Regions from separate parts of the Triticum aestivum genome. Here region 1 is linked to region 2. A link is a contact called in public Hi-C data. All regions are on one chromosome and are shown on one strand. Each heading gives the region's core, a stretch centred on a gene start, on an enhancer-like site or on the middle of the called end of the contact. The rest is flanking DNA. Distances are from core to core; before and after follow the strand shown. Region 1 has its middle 90 kb from the start of LOC123055148. Region 2 holds the start of LOC123050578 (barwin).

Region 1 (4,032 bases), core at 1,532-4,031, 130 kb before region 2:
GAGCCACTTTGGTCAAGCGATCAACTACTACCCAGATAGAATCATATCCCGATCGGGTCTTGGGTAATCCGGTGATAAAATCCATGCCAAGCTTGGTCCCACTTCCATTCGGGTATCGGCATAGGCTGCAGTAGTCCTGCTGGCTTCTGATGTTCTGCCTTCACTCTTTGACATACATCACATACCGCTACATACTCAGCTATATCCTTCTTCATACCAGTCCACCAGAAACACTCCTTCAAATCCAAATACATCTTGGTGTTTCCGGGGTGTATCGAGTATGGCGAGTCATGAGCTTCCTGAAGTATCAACTTCCTGATCTCTGCATTATTTGGCACATATACACGGTCCTCAAACCACAAGGTGTCGTGTTCATCCTCACAAAAACCTTTGGCTTTTCCTTCACTCATCTTCTCCTTTATCTCGGCAATTTCCTTGTCATCCTTCTGAGCTTCACGAATCTTTCCCATCAATGTAGACTGAACTTCCATCGCTGCAACAAAACCTCTAGGAACAATCTCCAAATGAAGCTCCCTGAGATCTTCTGCTAATTCCTTTGGCAATCTGTGACAGCCTGATTTTTGGCCCTTTCTTTTTCTTTTGTTTCTCCGAGGTTTTTGCCTGAATTTTCTTTTTCCGTGGCTTTGTGGTCTGGAAACTGAAGAAGATGCCCTCTTCTTTGTTTCCAGAGTGGCTTGTCATTCCTAAATCTTTCCCTAGACCCTGTCATTTTCATCCTAGCCCAAATCCCAATATTCTTTTTATTGGGAATATTCCTTTTCTATTAAAGGAATAACTCATATTGCCTTAGGTTGTGAAGCAACCTATATTTCCATCGCTCCATAAATTCCCAAATAATTCTCATAAATTGTTTGGGTCATATATTGATCAAATATGGCAAAACTGTTCATTGCCATGTTCAAAAATAATCCTCCAATAATTCATTTCCTATTCTGCCCTAAATGGCACATTGTGAAGCAAGTGTCATTTTGCTTTGCCCAATTGACCTCAAACTCCTTGGCCGTCTTTTCATGTCCAGATCATTGCCCCATGCCAAAATGCAACCTCATTTGCCTAGTAATTATTTAATTATGATTTTCCAAAGTTTCTGTCCAGAAAGAAGCTTTGTGAAGGAGGTACAAGCTAGGCATATCCAAATGAGTTGCCATTTTGCATGGTCCTTCATATCATCATATCATGGCCCTCCACCAAAGTTGAGCTCATGTCATGCCACCATGTGAGCTCATCTTCAATTCTTAGTTTCTGGTCAAAATTTCAGTTTGTGAAGCAAGTATATTTTATCTTGCTCCATTATGGCTGCCAATTTTTTAGACCTTCTGGTATCTATATAACTTCGCCCCACCAAGTTGTGGCTCAATCCCTTTGACCATTTGCCCTGTGGAATTTTTCCAAGTTTCTGGTCAGAATAAATCTTTCTGAAGCAAGTGCTATTTTGGTTCATCCAAATGGCATGAAACTCCTTGGGAATCTTAATATCTTCAAATCATTGGGCCATAACCATTTTCAGCTCAATCGGTGCAACTATGTGAGTGCATCATCCAAATTCCCATTTCTGTCCATTATGGCACTTTCTACAGCAACCACCCTCTAAACTCCTCCTCTTAGTCTGGATTTTGGCGATCAGCATCACCTTAGTGTGTGATCATCACCATACAAACACTTTACCATGTTACCAAGCTGGTTTAACCACAACAAGTTACAAACACCTTCTTACTGATTTACTTTTGGAGCTAAGTGCAAATCTCTTCTTTGCCCCTGGACCGATTTATTTCTTCAGTTGGACTAAGGGCACCAAGGTCCATCCACTGGACATGGTTGGCCACGCCAAGGAGCGCCGCTTGCGCCAGTGCGCGTGGTCATCACGCTTGCGTCATGGCTGCAGGCGTGCTCTGGCTTGTTCCGGCCACTATGCTCGTCTCCTCCCTCCTTGTCTCGACCTCAAACCATGTCTATTAGCTGCCCCGTGAGCCTCTGCATCGCCCTGCATCGCTGCTTCGTCGTGGTTCTCCATGAATACGTCGCTAGGTCCATGCCCGTGCCATGCCCAACCATTGCCCTCCATTAATGCTTGGTCGGGAGCTCGCCCGTGAGCTCGAGAAGCCTCCCCGCGGCTATATAAGCGTGCCCCGAGCCCTCCCGCAGCTCATCCATCCCTCCCTCGCCTCATTTGCCCTCTGGAATCGCCAAATCTCGCTGTTCTTTGCCGTGTTCGTCTCGGCCATCGCCGGAGTTCGCTCCTCCCCGATGTGCCTAGCCATCCCCTCGCCATTCCAACTTGTCCCCCGCGTTCCCCTCACGCCCGCAGCTCACCCCAACCACTTTCCCATCGCCGGAGAGCACCGTGGTCGTGTTCCTCGAGCTCGGCCGCCGCCTCCACCGTTCGGCCTCCACCCGTCCGGCCTGTCCAAGCCCTCCCACTCCCTCCGGACTCCACCATTGCCTCCCCCACGTGCCGGGGAACCACCCCACGCCCTCAGCCCTCGCCGGAGTGCCCTGGTCGCCGGCAACCACCTCCACCCGCGTCTCTCTGTGCTCCTCGGGTCGCCGCCGTTCGCCATCTCCCCGCGCCTCCCCAGCGCCTCCTAGCCGTGGGAACGGGTGCACGAGGCCCCTGCGACCCAGCCGGTGTGCTCGGCCGGGCCGGAGCTGGCCTGAGCCGGCCGCCACGTCACCGGCAGCGCGGCCCCTCTCCTGCTTCTTCTGTCCTGCACGGGGGAGCAACAGGAGGAAGAAGACGAGCGTGGCTCGGCCCCTCCCCTGCGTGCGGGACCCTCTCGTCAGCCACCCTGAAGCCGGCCCCGCCTCTGCCACGTCACGTAAGTGACAACGTATTTACCAAGAAATACGTTTTCTTGCTCTAAAGGCGTATTTCCATCTTCTTTTGTTCAAAATACGTTTTCTCTTCTGGAAAACGTATTTTCCTCTACTGCGGCCCAGAAGGCGTTTTCTCCGTTCTGAAAGCATATTTCTGATTTTGCGCCTCTGCCTTATCCACTCAGGGACCCGTTGGTGATAAATTTTTACAGATTAGTCCCTGCTCTTCCACCCTTCACAACTCCGCAACCGTAACTCCAAATGAGGTGATTCCAAAGCCTATTTCTTCGTTTCGTCGAGCCTGTTCTGTTGGTCATGCTTTCACTATGGTTTGACCCTGTGAAAATGACCTTTTTGCCCTTGCACGTAAACAGCCCCTCCGAGAGAGAACTATTTCCGGCAAATCTTTCCGCGGCTTCACCGCACTTCTCCCCGGTGCCTTCTTCATCCCCAGGCAAGCCACAATACCCACTTGCATGATAGTCATGCAGTAGCCATGGTTTTCAACTTGAATCTTTATTAAATGTTTGCTTGTTGAAAAGATGGTTATCGTTGCTCCGATGATGTTTAGATTTGCATGCTCACTTTTGTGCTATGTTGTCTTGTACTCTGTTATCATGTTCTACATGCTAGTATTTCCTTTCATATATTTATGCTTGCTAGTAGTACATATTTATGTACTGATGATGTTCATGCTAGTCAGTATGTCGTGCTCAGTGGATATGATTCATTGTTGATATGGTGGATAGTATGTGATACCGTCATGATTATGTTGATATCATGTTCATCCATTGTAATTTGCATAATGTTATTTTATCATGGCTCAGCATATTTGCATTCAAGTTAACCGGATTAAATTGAACTTGAACAACTGTTGGCTGAGTCATGGTGCCGCTGAATCGATGCTGACCAGTGCAACCACGCTTACCGGTATGGGACGGTCCTAACTGGGTCTATTGTTGTGCCTCTCGCCGGTGCCTCAAATGAGGGAAGGTTATGGGCGCGCGCTACCCTGATCAGGTAGGCGGACATAAGCCTTGTGTGCTTGTTGTTGAGTTAGTTTTGGATCCGGGTCCCAGAGTGGGACGGGCCACGACGGTGGTCGTTGTGTCTTTGGTAGACAGGGGGCCACCCATGACTTAGCCCAGAGGGGAGTGAGTCGGAGTGGCCGGGAGAGTGTCATGGCAGTAGATCGGT
Region 2 (4,198 bases), core at 587-3,086:
CGTCGAATCGAGAAGGGGGAGGAGGGCACCTTGACAGGGTTGGAGCAGAGGAGCTGCGCGGTCGCACGAGAACGGCAGCAGTGGCGCACCAGCAACTGGGGTGGGCGCGTATCCGGACGAACTGCGGCGGTCGTGGTGGATCTGGCCGCCGCCTGTCCTGCTGCTCGAGGAGGGCTGCGATGGGGACGGGGGACGGAGCGGCGGCCTGAGGTCGATGGTCGGGGAGGAGAATACGTAGCGACGACAGCGGTAGAGAGCGCCGCCAGGCAGGGGAACGGGATGGAGGCCGAGCACGTGAGATCAGGGGATGAGGCGCTGGAGTAGGAGAAGATGGCGGAGGTTGAGCAGCACGGGCACGGCGACCGAGCGGCGGAGGAGAGGACGGGAGGAGGAGAAGGGGAGGCTAGGGGTTGGAGGCGCGAGGGGACGAGGCGAGCAGCGGCGGCGGCGAGCTCGGCGAAGAGAGAGAAGGGGAGAAGAACCGGACGCGAGGCGGCGACGGCTGGAGTGAAGCAGAGGGCCGCGGCGGATGGCGGATTCCACACGGCGTGCTTCCTTTTATACGCTTGTGTGTGAAAAGACAAGAATGCCCTCGGTGGGGCACGGGATTTACAGCGGTGGCACCACACTATTCATTGTAGCAGTGCCGTGCTCGATCCGACGGCTCAGATCGTCTCACTCGAACGTCCGACGGCCAGGATCGTCTCACTCGAAGATCCGACGGTCCAGAGTCTTTTGGGACGCTAATCCGACGACCCAGATTCAGACGCCCTGAGGAGGCTTCATTTTGTCTCCCATTCTAACAATGGTATTACCTTAATCTAATTGCATTTTTCGAGAAACTTCCAATCTATTCATTTTCAATCATGGCAGTACAACGAACACCAGAAATAATAAAAATCACATCCAGATTCGTAGACCACCTACCGACGACTACAAGCACGAAAGCGAGCCGAAGGCACGCCGCCGTCATCGCCCCTCTCTCGCCGGAGGCCGGCCCAACTTGTTGTGGTAGATAGTCGGGAAGTCGTCGTGCTAAGACCCCATATGACCAACGCACCAGAACAGCAGACGCCACCGACGAAGAGAAGTTTAGATTGAAATGATCCAACCTGAACACACATGAACAAAGACGAACAAAGACCGAATCCGAGCCACCAAACACAACCACCGATCGAACCCCGCGAGATTCGTCGGAGACACACCTCCACACGCCATCCGACCAAGCTAGACACACCATCGGGACGAGGGCTAGGCGGGGAGAACCTTATTCTATCTTCAAGAAGCCGCCACCGTCTCGCCTTCCTAGGCTGGGATCCACCGCGCACCCATGGTCGTAAGGCCACAGAAGACGTGGCAAATTGGCGGCGGCGGCGACGGGGGGCAGAAACCCTAGCCGCCTTGCCTTTCTTTGGAGGACCCTAATCTAATTGTTGTGATATGTTGAGTGAAAATACGAAGACGTGAGGTCCCGTTTTCTTTTCGCGGTTTCTTGATTGACTTGTTTTAGGCAGTTGGTGTTGTCGGTATCTCAATGAATTGGTGAGAACTCAATTTCATAACAATAAATCGAGCCATCTTATCTAAAACTTCAATTATGCGTAAAGATATATCTTCCCTCTAGCTTTCGCCCACGTGTTTGCAATTGCAGCCGCACAAATTTGTAGAAAGTGACACGCTGACATGATTACATAGGCAGCCATCCACACCTGTAACAGTTTTGCTAAAATTTCCAGCTTGGTAGCTGGACACGTATGCCACATCTCTTAAAAGCATATCTATATATGTCCTTATGAGCTGTTCATGCAATTGATTCCCAGTTTGTGGAAAATTCGTAGAAGCTGTGAAGAGAAGAAAAGTCTACCATCATCCTTCCATATCTGACGCGCCGCGTTCAACTCCACCTCTATATAATAATAGTAGCGGCGAAGAGCGATTCCCATTCCACTGTCAGCAGCTGCTAGCTACTCTGGTACGATCATCCTCTGCTACGTTGACGAGGATGGCCGCACGCCTCGCGCTGGTGGCGGCGCTCCTGTGCGCCGGTGCCACGGCCGCCGCGGCGCAGCAGGCGAGCAACGTCCGGGCGACGTACCACTACTACAGCCCGGCTCAGAACGGCTGGGACCTGGGCGCCGTGAGCGCCTACTGCTCCACCTGGGACGCCGGCAAGCCGTTCTCGTGGCGGTCCAAGTACGGCTGGACGGCGTTCTGCGGCCCCGCCGGCCCCCGCGGCCAGGCGTCGTGCGGGCGGTGCATCCGGGTGACCAACACGGGCACGGGGGCGCAGATCACAGCGAGGATCGTGGACCAGTGCGCCAACGGCGGGCTGGACCTCGACTGGGACACGGTGTTCGTCAAGATCGACACCGACGGCATGGGGTACCAGAGGGGCCACCTCATCGTCAACTACCAGTTCGTCGACTGCGGCGACAACCACATCAACTTCCATGGAAAGAACGAGACGCTCCCAGCCAGCATTCATGCTGTTGAGTAATTAAAAGCTACTGTACGTAGTAGCACATGCATGATGCTCAGATGCCGCATTGTTGCGCTGTACGCACACATGTATGCATGCATGGCACGGATCAAGTGGAATAAATCAAACGGGAAGTGGAATAAATTTCATGTATGGATCGTATGATTGTAACAGCGGGAAGTGGAATAAATTTCAGAAGTTGGCAGAAATCAAGTGCGTGAAGTAGCAGCTGAAACAACCCTAAAGTTTGGGAGTTGTATTAGCCTCAGCCCTCAGGTCAGTCCGGCTGCCGGCTTGGGTGGCCGCGGCGTTCTTCAACGAAGACGTCGAGCCCTTTGGAGAGCGTATATATCCCGGCGGGGTTGCTGTCGTATGGCTGTACCACCGGATCTTAACGGCGTGTAGCAATCCGTGTGGCAATGGCGATAGTGACGAGGCACCCGATGGACGTGACGTGTTGTTGACTGGCTCTTCCGTACATTGTTTCACCATGATGACAGATGATGAACGTGTACCATAGTTCTGTTGGTGGTGCGTGTTGTTCTTTGCGTGTTGGCTCGTCTGCTCGTTGCTGCACTGGGAGGTGCCTCGTTCACTGGGTATTGGCTAACTATTGTTGCTGCACTGTGAGAGAAATGGAGATTATTTCGGGCAAGGTCGCCATGAGCAAAGAGGCTCCCCGCCGAGTGAACCCGGGGGAACCCCGCGGTCAGTAGCCCCTGGATCCTTCAAGGTCTCGCCAATGGTGCCGGCTCCTTTCGGTCGAGGACTTTGTTTGTTAGAGCCGACTGTGAACGCAATAGGTCGTCCATGAAGAGGCCTTGATGGACTCGAACAGTACCTGAAATAGTTGGCAATAAAAAGTTGATAGTAAAGACTTAGTGATACTCAGTTTCCCGTCCGTGAGATTGGCTCGTGGCTTGCTAGGAAACCGACTGGATTGACGAAGTCGCCACAGATTTCTTTGTAGTCAATGGAAACGTCTCCTCCTATTGAATGCATATTGTCAGAAGGCCTGAAGTAAATCCAAAAAATGTGATCACCAATGTCAAGCCTAGGGCATGAACTCTGCTGGACTAAGGATGTCATTGTCCTCGTAACCATCCAAACACAGGTTGGTTCACGGCCCGATATGTGCTTTTTGTTGAATATAGAAGTAAATTACTACAATATTTAATCCGAATAAACAGTGAATAAATCATGACAACAATAATAGAGATTGAACTAATCATGCAGACTAGCATAGTAGATGAACATATCAAATCTATGGCACAGACTACAAATAGGAATTCTAGCACGATCTCAAACAAGGAGCACAAAATCACATATGGTGCAGCGGGAGCAGAACCGTTGGCGTTGATGTTGTTGCCCATGTCGTTGATGAAAAGGTTGCCGAGGTCGGGGAAGAAGTTGTCATTGAGGAAGTCGTCGCTGTCAGCAGTTGCGTGAGTGCACTCCCTAAAAACCTGATCGCCCCTCTCCCGTACAAGATCATGAGAGACGGGGTTCCGGAGGCTTGCTGTCCCTTCTCGCGGTGCACGCCGGAAGAAGGGATGGAAAAGACTTGCGTGACAGCGGGTACGTTGGGCCAAAGGCCTACAAGCAAAATCTAACACTTTTAATATATAATGGAAGATTAAAAGCCTATATCGAGATCAAATAAGTACTAGTCATCTAAAAAAGGATAAGTACTAATAGTGTCCAAACTAATGGCATAAA

The links. A called contact is a pair of places that touch in the nucleus more often than the background predicts.
Region 1: a contact with region 2 is called in a Hi-C map of leaf, with 4 times the contacts expected there. The contact joins the enhancer-like site here to the promoter of LOC123050578 in region 2. A contact is called at or near these places in 2 of 5 Hi-C or Micro-C datasets (both in leaf).

What each region holds. Positions count from the first base shown.
Region 1 is chr2D:630,427,345-630,431,376 of IWGSC CS RefSeq v2.1, reverse strand. No RefSeq gene overlaps it. Among protein-coding and RNA genes, the nearest start is that of LOC123055148, 90 kb to the left of the region's middle. Within about 2 kb of position 2,781, at least 8 of the 8 cell types and tissues checked have an H3K27ac peak or open chromatin away from gene starts, as enhancers often do. A contact at or near this core is called in leaf, where this site is marked.
Region 2 is chr2D:630,297,714-630,301,911 of IWGSC CS RefSeq v2.1, reverse strand. It overlaps LOC123050578 (barwin), which reads left to right and starts at 1,836. Exons shown (of 1, transcript XM_044473353.1): 1 at 1,836-2,688. The coding sequence starts at 2,003. The coding sequence ends at 2,497. It overlaps LOC123056106, which reads right to left and starts at 1,240. Exons shown (of 5, transcript XM_044479840.1): 1 at 1,206-1,240; 2 at 1,061-1,112; 3 at 1-551. The coding sequence starts at 1,240.